Regions from separate parts of the Sus scrofa genome. Here region 2 is linked to region 1. A link is a contact called in public Hi-C data. All regions are on one chromosome and are shown on one strand. Each heading gives the region's core, a stretch centred on a gene start, on an enhancer-like site or on the middle of the called end of the contact. The rest is flanking DNA. Distances are from core to core; before and after follow the strand shown.

Region 1 (6,126 bases), core at 912-3,411:
CATGTTTTTCTTGGGCTCCCATAACAAAGGAGGATGTGCTTTCAAGGTCATGTATGATTTCTGGATCCAGGGTCAGCCTGGCCCAATGGGAAGCTAAGAAAATACCACTTAGTTCTGGGCTACTTTACTCCTTCTCAAGTGAAACTTCCATGCCTCCTTCTCAAGTGAAACTTCCATGCCTCTGCTGAGGACTCCTCTTTGGACTCTGCTCAGTGCAACTTCCGCTAATGCTTTTGGCTTGTCTTGGAGCGATGTCACCTGCCCTGCCCCCTGTGGGATTATGGGAATGCACCAAGAAGGAATTGTATTATGGTAGATACAAAGATTCATTCATTCATTGACTCCTTCAAACATATAGTGAAAATGTACTCTGCACAAGGCACAGTTCTCCATGCTGTGGTTGTGAGCCAGAAGATGTAAGCCTTGTCCTCATGGAGCTGCAGCCTCCAGGTGAGGAAAAACACATCATTATGGTATAGTGTGTCTATCCCAGTATATAGAATACATATAATATACATAGTGCTATATATATAGTATATATAGTACATGTGGTGTGTATATGGTATAGTATGCATTTCCCATTATCATCAATACTGGAATAAGGGCTGTGGGGCCAAAGAGCAGCTTCTAACCCGAGGTGGGGGAGGGGTATGTGGAAGGTTTCCTGGAGGGCATAACTCATGGGTGGGATTTGAGGATCAGATACAAACGAAAGACCTGGTACAATCATTATAATTAATAATTCATTTCCAAGATAGAGATTTGGATGCCCGTAATTGAGTCCCAAAGGGTATAACCTTTAAGGAGGTAGCCTGGGATTCTTCCTTTCTAGCTGCTTCTTTGAAGAAGGAACCATTTTATTCTCTAACACCCAGTGTGGTCTCCAAAGGACTTTATCCCATTTCCTAGCAGAGCCCCCAAATTAGATTACACCTTGACCAAGCTCAGATCCCCTTCCCTACTTTCTGTTATTTCTGTAGGACTGGACGGGTTGTTGCTGCTTGGCCATGTCACAGTGTCCATCTGATGAAGGATTTCACTAGAGATGCCTCACAGGAGACAGGCTCTCTTTATTACCTGTCCCAGCATAGTGCTTTAACTCCAGTCCACAGAGTAAGAATTCACTGGTGTTTGGTGTCAGGAGGGTTCCTTCTCCCAAAGCCAAGACAGAAAACTGAAATGATACTGTCTTTTAAGTGGGACGAAGCTTCTTTATTCTGAAAGAGAGGCATCTAACAGCTTCACTTGTCTCTGACCTAGAGCGTAGGAACTAGCAGGTGACACCAGCTCATGCCCTTCCCCCCAGGGGACATGTCACATCCCTCTCGCCCTGTTACTTCATTACTGATTTGAATAGGCTTGGGTCTCTTGTTTTCCAGCCCCCAGATATCAGAGGCAACAAGCAAAGAAAGGGGAAGTGATGAAGGAGCTGGCTTCTAGGGATGGCAGGAGAGAGTGCAGTCAGTGGGCAATAGGGAAAGAGAAAGGGGAGACCCATGAGAAGCAGACATGGAAATTTAAAAGGTAGGGAAGTTCTGGCCAAGGGGGCTGAGGATAGAGATTGGGTGAGAACCTTGAGTTTTTCTCTTTTTCAATAAGTTTTAGATTCTACTTTCCTGGCATTTTGTCCAATAAAAAAATGCATTATTTTCCTCATTTTTCATTGACGTGATAATGATGGTAATTTGTGAGAAGACACTGTTTTCTCAAGTCACTCTGTAAGTCATTACAGAGGTGTTACTCTCCTTAATGAGAACTGAGGTAGAACTGTACTCGTTTTTTTTTTTTTCTTTCTTTTTAGGGCCGAACTGGTGGCATATGAAAGTTCCCAGGCTAGGAGTTGAATCAGAGCTGCAGCTGCTGGCCTATGCCACAGTCACAGCAACCCCAGATCCAAGCCATACCTGCAGCCTATGCCACAGCTCACAGCAACGCTAGATCCTTAACCCACTGAGCGAGGCCAGGGGTTGAACCCACATCCTCATGGATATTAGACAGGTTCTTTACCACTGAGCCACAATGGGAACTCCAAAGAACCATATTCTTTTAAGCCCTCTTTTCTTTTTCTTTTCTTTTGCTTTTTTTAAAAGGGCCGCACCTGTGGCATATGGAGATTCCCAGGCTAGGTGTCGAATCAGAGCTGTAGCAGCTGGCCTAGGCCACAGCCACAGCAATGTGAGATCCTAGCCATGTCTGCAAGGCTACACCACAGTTCATGGCAACGCTGGATCCTTAACCCACTGAGCCAGGCCAGGGATCAAACCCGCATCCTCATGGTTCCTAGTCGGATTCGTTTCTGCTGTGCCACGACGGGAACTCCTAAACGCTCTTTTCTTAAAGGAAAGTAACACGGATTAATGGATAAACAAGATTGTTTATATGGAAACTGTTTCTGTTACTGTTCCTGGCTTTGCTTTATCTAACTCTGAAAATAACTCTACCCTCTCATTCTGTTTTTTTTTTTTTTTTAAATGAGGCTTGTTGCCCTGACAGAAACTTCCAAGTGATACACTTTTGTAATAGAGGTGTGTATGCAGAGAGATTTTTAGAAACATAGTGTATATTTACACGAGACTTGGTAAAGGAAGCTCAAGCCATGAAATGAATCTCAGATGACGTCTAGGAGGTAATTGGAGAATAAAAGTGATTGCATTTTTCGTCATACAGATGAGGAGCTTGAAAGTAGAGTTCTATCTGGTTGTAGTTTTATAAAGGGCAGTGATGGAGCTGATGTGAAACCTTTGGACCCTGAGGTTTTCCATGAGATTGTGACACCAATGTTAAATTTGTATGCCATTCAAACTAGGTGACCCTCCTTTTAATTTTTATGCACCTTCTAAATTTTATCGACTACACGCTGAAACTCTTCTTTTGCTGCTGCATTTGAAATTATCTTATGGCTCAAGCTTTGAAGGTTTATAATGCAATTCCCTCCTAATAGCAGGTCAATCGGAAAGACTTTTCATTTGGCATCAGTTCCCAATGATCTAACTAAGCCGTTTAAAGCTTAGCAAGGTAGCCCAGTAAGATATTGACATTCTGTCCTGGAGCTGATCGGCTGAAGTAGTCTTGGCTCCTCAGAGGAACCTTGGGAACAATGATTGGCACAGTCACACTACTTTTGTGGCAGAGGTAGTTCATCTCCTGGGAATGTCTCTGACACTGTGTCTGTGTCAGGCTTCACATGGCCTCCCCTGTTACAGAGGGGTTAAGAGAGCCATAGTGGACCCAAGCAAGATGTTGTATTGACTATTATGGGTTCTTTCCACACATCAACACCCTCTGCCTTTTCCTCTCCACCCATCACAGTCTAGCAGGACAGCAGGATGTTTCTTTTTTCCTTTTCTTCTTCTTCTTCTTCCTCTTATTTATTTATTTATTTATTTGGCCAAGCCCATGTCATGTGAAAGTTCCCAGGCAAGGATCAAACCTGTGCCACCGCAGCAACCCAAGTCATGACTGTGACAACTCTGGATCCTTAACCCACTGAGCCACTTGGGAACTCTAGGATTGTTCTTATAAAGCCTTTCAGAACCTTGGAGAAATATGCCTATCCAACCACAAATATTAAGCACCTACTAAGTGTCTTGCCGCATGCTAGACAAAGCTAACATGTGACTCCCATTCACCAGTGGGGAAAATGCCATTGTGCAGGTGAGGCATAAGCATATAGAATATGATAGAAACTGATACGGAAAGAATATAATGCAAGTATATTGTGCGATAGCCCAAAGAATGCAATTTGGAATGTAGAGAAGAATGTGGGCTTTAGTAATGACAGATCTGGGTTGAAATCCCATTCCTGCCACTTACTAGCTCTGTAATCACAGTTTCCTAAAGAATAAAACAGGTTGGGGTAGCTGTGAAGATAAAATTAGATAATATATATGCACTGTTTAACATAAGCCCTAGTATGTGTTGAGTAGTCAATACATATATACACACAGAAAATATTGTTTTTATTCTTATCATATAGATCATGAGAACTACAAGGATTCAGAAAAGAGGGAGCTCAGTGTGGGCCGATATGAGAAAAAAGGGCCTATAATTTGGGAAGAGGCAGTTCCTTGAGGAATGAGTTTAAATTAGATGAGGATGGGCTTGGAAGAAGGGCGCCCTAGGGAGTTCCCGACAGACATAGAACAAAGGTCTGGAGTCAGCAGAGCAGGTCCGGAGGGCTTCCTAGAAGAATGCAGAGGTGGGACCTGTGGGGGGAGCCCCTGGATGAGTGGCAAGTGGCGAGTGACCAAGCCTCCCTCCATCTCCTCCCCAGGTAGCCCTTACTGGCCTTGGTCTGCTTCCAAAGCTGTGGACTTTTGAAGTGTTCTTATAACAGTCACTTCTACCATGTTTTAGCAGGTGAGGAAAAACTGGTACCTAATAGTCGAGAATTTGTTGGTGTTGTTGCTAGGGGAAGTGGAGATACCAGCTATACTGACTGAGAAGAAAGAGCTAGCAGGTTAAAAAAAAAGGTCGTGGAAATAAAACAGCATCTGTCATTTTTCTTATGGGATCTCCCTCTCTCTTCCCGGAGGCCCTTGTAAAGTCTGCTGATTTATGACTTTGGCAGGCTTAGGACATTCTTAACACTAGAAGATTATCCCCTACCCCAGTTCCCAAAGGGCGCAGTGAATATGTTTTAGACTCAGTTGCTGGTGTATTTTCAGTTTGGCTTCCACAAGTTATCTTTTTCTGCTCTTTCTTCCTAATTACATGTTGTGGTAAGTTTCCCGCCCGCAACACCCAGTCCCCCAACCCCCAAAGCATTAGCTGTCTCCATTACCATTCATAGACCTGCTTAGCTGAGTGGGCAGAAGCCTGCTACAGCCAAATTGCTATTTTGAAAGAATGATTATGTGTCCCTTGGGAATTCTGTGAAGTGTGTTTCTTGATAGCCTCCTGGAGAAGAGAAACAATAGTACATTTCCCATCTAAATAGGTATAGAAATCTCATTGCAAATGAGTTTCTGAAGTTAGGGGTCAATAGTAGCTGGTTGGTACTGGGGCCATCTGCCTAGTGCTTTTCTTGAAATAGGGTAATGGAAACAGCTCAGTTCCTAGGGTCCACCCTCAGCAGCCCCTCCTTCTTTTATTTTAAAAAGGAATTAGTGTGACCTTTGGAATTGTTGTTGTGTCTCCTTAGGTCACAGAGAAACAGCCTGCAACAATCATGGGTTACAAACTCATTATGTATTAGCTGCAAACTGGAGAGACCAAGCTATTTGGTGCAAGGATGTTGTTTTATCTCCTCCTCCCTCCATGATCCATGTTGGGCAAACAGAAAATAGAATGTCATTTTCCTACTGGTCAAGAGGGATCCAGAGGGATGAGGCAGAGCTGTCCAAAAATAATGTGTAGGGGATTGTTTTCATTTTAAATTTGTTTGCAAGTTGGTATTATTCTGTTTATTTCTTCTATTTTTAAAATAATTGCTTCCTTTGCTGCACTGGCTTCAGTCACAGTGACAAAGAAGGAACATTTTCTAATAAATAAGATGTTATGAATAAAGACAGTGATTTAGCTTATTGTTTTAAGTACATAAACTGTGTTCTTGGGATTTTATTCTATGGGGAGTTGAAAATGAATGACTCCCAAGCTTGATGACTATTTGAGAGATGTGGGGATTCTGCGTCATTATTAAAAAGACGAGTGCCATAGCCTCTTATGCTTCTTGGTGACTCACCCCAAATCATTGCCAAAGAAATCAGCAGATCTAACTTGTGATTAGGAAAGAGATAGCTTCTATGTTTTAAATGTGTGGTATTTATTATGCTGTGATGTGGTCTGGGGACTCTACTTGTAGCAAAAATGATAGGAAAACCTCCAGGCTGAGGCTTCGAGAGGAACACTGCAGGAGTTCCCAGTGTATTGAAGTGGGTTAAGGACTGTGAGCTTCTATATGCTATGGGTGGGGCTGAGAGAGAGAGAGAGAGAGAGAGACAGAGAGAGAGAGAGACAGAGAGGGAAAGAGAGAGGAACACTGCAGACCTGTGCTATGATCCTAATTCATGAGCAGTTCCCAAGTAATAAAAGAAGGGGATGCTTGTATGTGATGTGGAGGTCACATCAAGCCTCCTTCATAGGCAGCATCTGCCAGAGCAGACTGGCATCCCGTCTGCCAAAAGA
Region 2 (6,126 bases), core at 1,100-3,599, 300 kb before region 1:
GTTTCTGCCTATGCATATATATACCTAGATATCCCTGGTGTCTCGGAGCATATAAGTAAACACTACTCTCCCAAATACCACTATAAACTTTGAATACTTTCTATGTCTATTATCTTCTATCCACTCCTACATTTTTATATTTCTCTATTGCACATTTTTAAAATTTAATTTAATTTTTGGCACGCGGAAATTCCCAGGCCAGGGATCTACTTGTGCCATGGCAGCAAACTGAGCCTCAGCAGTGACAATGCTGAGTCCTCAACCCACTGTGACACCAGGGAACTATCTATGGCACTTATATTCAGTTATTGCCTACCTGTCTTTCTCACCTACTAGACTCTGGGTTTCTTGAGGGCAGAGACCATATCTTGTTCTTCATCCACTAAGTCCTGAGCTTGCACCAGGGATACCTGTTGGGGGTCGATAAGTGTTGGTTGACTGAATACTAAACTTATTTGATGAAATGAGAAAATGCTTTTGTAAACTATGAAATGTTTAAAAACTAGTAAGGACTGTTTGAATACAACTTCTTTTTATTGTAATTGCATTATTTTGTCTATGCAGCAATGAAGGATAGATTTGAATCCTGTGGAGGTGGACAAAATATACTTATCCATTTTATAGAACAAGAATGATGGCCATTTGACTAAATCTACAAAAGATTAAAAGATAAGCCATCTTATTCTGAATAATGTCTGAGGTTGGGCCTGCTTGGCCATTGAGAGAACCCAGCAATGAGTGTCATTAAAATTATCTTTTGGATAGGTAGGAATTTTAAAAAATGTCCTAAGAGATTAAAATGGGTTCTGGACAAAGATGGTTCTGGAAAGCAATGTGTTATTCTGTATCATACCAGATTTAAGCTGATGGAATAGGACATACCAAAGTAATTCATTGTATTTCACAATTTGAAAGTGGCTCAATGCTTTTAGAACTCTGCTCCCTGTGGAACTTACCTGAGAGGCTGTGAAGAAGGGAGAAAAACAGTTTCCTCTATTTTTCTCTCCATCCACTGTGCCATGGTGTGCTGCTTCAAAACAATGGACGGGTTATTTCTGCAGGTCAAACATTAAAGTCAGTGATTAAAAAATGAGTTCTAGGAGTTCCCGTCGTGGCGCAGTGGTTAACGAACCCGACTAGGAACCATGAGGTTGCGGGTTCGATCCCTGGCCTTGCTCAGTGGGTTAAGGATCCGGCGTTGCCGTGAGCTGTGGTGTAGGTTGCAGACGCGGCTTGGATCCAGCGTTGCTGTGGCTCTGGCGTAGGCTGGTGGCTGCAGCTCCGATTCGACCCCTAGCCTGGGAACCTCCATATGCCACGAGAGCGGCCCAAGAAAATGGCAAGAAAAAAGACCAAAAAAAAAAAAATAAAAAAAAAAATGAGTTCTACTTACAAGTCGGGCACATTTCAGATAATAAATACTGACTGAGTGAATCAGTGAATGAATTTCACCTCTGCATCCCAGGTGTCCAAAGAGCTTCACATTTGCATGGAAAAAAGGCCCAGAAATGACCTTACCAGCTTTAACCCAAGGGTACCCTGGGATCAGTCAGCCACAGGGGAAGAACTGTGAGTTTGGGCCAAGTTCATTTACAAGAAGCCGGCTTTGATAAAAGCTCAGTTCTCTTATCAATATTCCTTCAACTCTTTCTGCAGCCCTGGCAAACTCTTTTTGAAAAGCAAACGCACTGTAGGCAGAAGCCGAACTGGAGAGCGAGAATGCAAGTCTCATGCCCAGTTGGGCAACGGGACATCCCAGATCAACCCTTTGGTACGTTTAGGAGATAGACTTACAAAGGGCTGACAGCACTTTTGGGGCTACATATAGAAACATTAGATTGATGGCTGGAGGTAAAGAAAAAAATCAGTCTGTTAGGATTTAACTTGTGATAAATGAAGTTGCCAAGGCTGCTCGATAGGATTCTGGCTTCTCCTGAGTTCTCCTCATGACTGCCTAGTGTTAGAACTTGTTGACCTTGGGATCTGGTCATGGTCTTAAACTAGTGGTTTAAAGACCACAGAGGTACTTTCCTTCTTTACTGCCTGCTTTTCTGTTTCTCAATTTCTGCTATTGATTCTGGTTTCTTCATGTGCGAATCTCTGTTTGGCAGTAACCAGTCATCAGAAGGTTTTTTTTTTTTTTTTAAATTCCCCTTAATTCTTTGGGTGCTGAAGATTTTGCTAACTGGGAATCGAATGGAGGAAAGAGTCAAGCAGGGTGATTTGTGCATGAAATGGATTTTTTTTGTTCCTCTGAAGATTTGTCGGAAGCAGATATAAAGTGTCTTTCTTACTCAGAGTACCTCTGAGCGCTTTCACAAATCAATTAGTCACTGGCAGGGCAGAGAGTAGAGGCAGAAGAAGCCATGTGGTGACAGCCAGAGACCCTGGCTGCTCTCTCTCTTAGGCATGCTGTCCTTGATCATTAGATAACCACAGTGACACTTCACCCCCTGGCGACTGTTGCCATTACAATCAGAACTTCAGAGCAAAGGGAAGGCTTTCAGGGTCTCACTCAGCTCCACTAATAAACAAACACCCACAAGGAGAGATTGGGGAGAAGAGAGGCTGGCTATCCCTTTGAGACACAAAGCCGAGAAAATGAAACCAAAAGAAATCAATCTTTTATTTGCTCACTTGGACTCCAGAACACTTATGCATTCTCTGGAATGTTCAGTCTTTGACTAATGTGGGACCCGGGTGTTTCTCTCAGCTCATTAGACGAGACCAACTAAGCACAAGAGGGTTTTTTTTTTTTCTTTTTCTTTTTTTCCTTTCTTTTCTTTTTTAGGGCCACACCCATGGCATATGGAGGTTTTCAGGCTACAGGTCAAATCAGAGCTGTAGCTGCTGGCCTATACCACAACCACAGCAACGCCAGATCTGAGCTGAGTCTGCAACCTACACCACAGCTCATGGCAACGCCAGATCCTTAACCCACTGAGCGAGGCCAGGGATCGAACCTGCAGCCTACATGGTTCCTAGTTGGATTCATTTCTGCTGCACTGCAACGGGAACTCCCGCACTAGAGGGTCTTAATTCTAAGAGGATGAGGCTCTTGACACAGCCCTTCTAAGCCTACAAAATAGGTGCAACATGTTTCCTGCCAGCTACTCAGCAGGCAGAGCCTACAGCACATGCCTGAGGGGCCTGTGAGGTACAGAGTGAGAATGGAATCTGAGGAACACCTAAAAATGTCTCCAACTGAGCTGTCAGGAAAAATTCCCCATCACGAAGCAGGAACAATTGGAGTTTCTGAAATGCACGGGTCATTGAAGGAACACACTTTGAACTTTGCTTCCCAGCTTGTGGATTTTGGGGCCAGAGGAGAGATAGTAGTCAGTGGACGAGAGAACAGGGTGGCCCTTGCAAAAGGTTGGAGAGAGTATAGGTTAATCCCATCCTTTATAAGATCTGGAGCCTTGGAATTCCCACTGTGGTGCAGCGGAAACCAATCCCAACTAGTATCCATGAGGACGCATGTTCGATCCCTGGCTTTGCTCAGTGGGTTTAGTATCCGGTGTTTCCATGAGCTGTGGTGTAGGTTGCTGACGCAGTTCAGATCCCATGTGGCTGTGGCTGTGGCTGACAGCTACAGCCCTGATTCGACCCCTAGACTGAGAATTTCCATATGTCATGGGCGCCGCCCTAAGAAGCAAAAAAAAAAAAAAAAAAAAGATCTAGAGGCTTTCAGACTACTGCAGAGGGATGATGGGTGAGAAAAAGACTTCTTACATAATAGCTGAGAGCTCTTATCTCATTCCTGGGAACAGGCTGGGGGTAGGTGGCAACTATTTCAGTCTTCAGTTTCACAGTTGGCAGAGCCGAGGTACAGGGAAGGGAGCTGGTCTGTCAGCCCACTTGGCCAGATGTGCATGTGAAGAGTCCCTTTAATGTCCTTCCACAGTCCCTGCAGTGCTTCCCCATCGTCTATCAATGCCATTTACAACCTCTGCCCAGAGTCCTTTGGCAGCCTCCTAGAGACTGGGAATTTACAGCATCGCTGAGGTCACCTGACAGACTTGGAGTCTGAAGACCTGAGCTTGAATTCTGGCTCTGCTACTTACTGGCTCTGTGGTCCTGGGCAAGTTTCTTAAATCTCTCTGCATCAAGTCGCTGCACTTGCTTCTCTTTAAAATGAGATTGACAGCGGTTATAGCAGAGGCTGTTGGGAGAATTAAAAGTGAAAGCATTTAACCCAGTGTCTCACATAACTCAGTAGATGCTAATTGGAACTGAACTTAAGGAAGAAATAAAATGAGCCCAGATTTCCTCCTCTGACTTCTTTTGATCTTGGGGACAAGCAGGATCTGATAAGCAGGATCCAAACTTAGCTCATAAGTTTCTCCACGCCTGTGATTCTCCCAGTGTGGTTTCTGGACCTCTAGCATCAGAGGCACATAGGAACCTGTGAGAAATGCACATTCTCAGGCCCCATCCTAGACTGGCTGAATCAGAAACTCTTGGAGAGAGGGGGGAGGGGGCCGTGAGCTGTGGTTTAAGGAATCTTCCGGGCGATTCTGCTTCACACTCAAGTTTGAGAACCACTGCCTGTGTTAACTGCACAATGGCAGCCACAAAATATCTTTGGGCCAAGCAGCCCAATTGCTGCAATGTGACTGAGAGCTTAAGCTCAGGCATATATTGGTTATACCTCTGTATCTGTCTGGTCTTTGGCCATTGGTTGAGAGAAGGGAAGAGAAAAGGGAATTTGCTAATGGTGACCACCCTTCTGAACTTTTAAGGCATTCTGCTTTTTTGGGTGCAGGGGATGGAACTGACAATTTGGGAATGGGCCGGCATGAACAGGGAACTGGTAGAAAAAAAAAATGCCCATACAATCCCAGCCCCTCACAGTCCTTGTAATGTTGGAGTGTGCAGAACATGCCTTGAAATAAAACGCTGAGGGAGGTATTGTGTTCTGACATATAAACTCAGGGGAAGATGCTAAAATGTATTAGGTATTGAGAAGGAGGCTGAGAGTGTTGATGAGCATTGAAATGACTTTGAAAATACTTTGGAACTTGAATATGTGATGTAAACCTTGGGTATTTTAGAGCTCTGGAGAAAAGCAAATGTTCTCTTCATTTCTCCCATAGAGGGTAAGATGTTGTGTCACCCCAGTGACTCCTCATTTATTCCGTGTAATTTCATAGTGGCTTCTGGAAAGTCTCTTGGCCCAGAGTGCCTCCTGTGCCCTTCTCCTGTGGTGCCCCACCTCTTCTCCTTCTCGCTCACTTTTATTCCTTTCTGGAAAAGTTTAGAAGCCCCCCCCCCCCCTTTTGGGGAGGAAATATTGGTTGAATTGCCTTAGTAGCACCTGACAGTGTAGACTCTTTAGAGCCAAAGACCTCTTAGGACGCTGTAATTCAACACTTTGCTTTTACAAAGATGACAACATTGAGGTCTGGAGATGGAGTCCCCTGGCTCCAAGTTCAATGCTCTGTAAACTACTCCCTGAGGGAGGTGTCTCCACACAGTCTGGGAGCTTAGTAATTGTGGGGGTGGGGCAGGGAAAAGCAGAGTCATCGAGTAAGAAGCTGTTTCCCTACCCCTAGTTTTTCAAATATCATACCTGTTAAAAAGGTCAGTCTATATGCAGGTCAGTATAGTAATTTTTCACTTTTGTTTAAATAAATGAGGAACATGATATTTGGCCCATTTTCAGTTGTGGGCACTGGGGAATGGGTGGACATCAAAACCAAACAAGTCCCAAATAGAATTGATTGATTGATTGATTGTCTTTTTAGGGCTACACCCAAGGCATATGGAGATTCCCAGGGTAGGGGTCGAATTGGAGCTATTGCTGTTGGCCTACACCACAGCCACAGCAATGTGGGACCCAAGCCACATCTTTGACCTACACCACAGGTCATGGCAACACCAGATCCTTAACCAGGGATCGAACCTTTGTCCTCATGGATACTAGTCAGATTCATTTCCACTGAGCCACAATGGGAACTCCTAGACTGTATCTTTTTGATGGAGGAACTTACCATTTGTAAGTCTTTGGCTTTTAATTGTTGCTAAAATCACGCTGTTCACATCCATGGGAACGAGCAGGTGGGACTCAACCCTTCAGATCATATTAATAGTTTTTGCTCAGAACCCTTGAATTTGCAGGCC

The links. Hi-C and Micro-C count contacts between places; a contact is called where the count stands out from the background.
Region 2: a contact with region 1 is called in a Hi-C map of omental adipose tissue, with 1.8 times the contacts expected there. The contact joins two enhancer-like sites. A contact is called at or near these places in 2 of 47 Hi-C or Micro-C datasets (embryonic fibroblasts and omental adipose tissue).

Annotation. Positions count from the first base shown.
Region 1 is chr16:46,877,581-46,883,706 of Sscrofa11.1, reverse strand. The region is part of intron 2 of LOC102159645 (a long non-coding RNA gene); the gene reads left to right. Among named protein-coding and RNA genes, the nearest start is that of SLC30A5, 400 kb to the left of the region's middle. Within about 2 kb of position 2,161, at least 2 of the 83 cell types and tissues checked have an H3K27ac peak or open chromatin away from gene starts, as enhancers often do. A contact at or near this core is called in omental adipose tissue, where this site is marked.
Region 2 is chr16:47,178,989-47,185,114 of Sscrofa11.1, reverse strand. The region is part of intron 1 of LOC102159961 (a long non-coding RNA gene); the gene reads left to right. Among named protein-coding and RNA genes, the nearest start is that of SLC30A5, 100 kb to the left of the region's middle. Within about 2 kb of position 2,349, at least 11 of the 83 cell types and tissues checked have an H3K27ac peak or open chromatin away from gene starts, as enhancers often do. A contact at or near this core is called in omental adipose tissue, where this site is marked.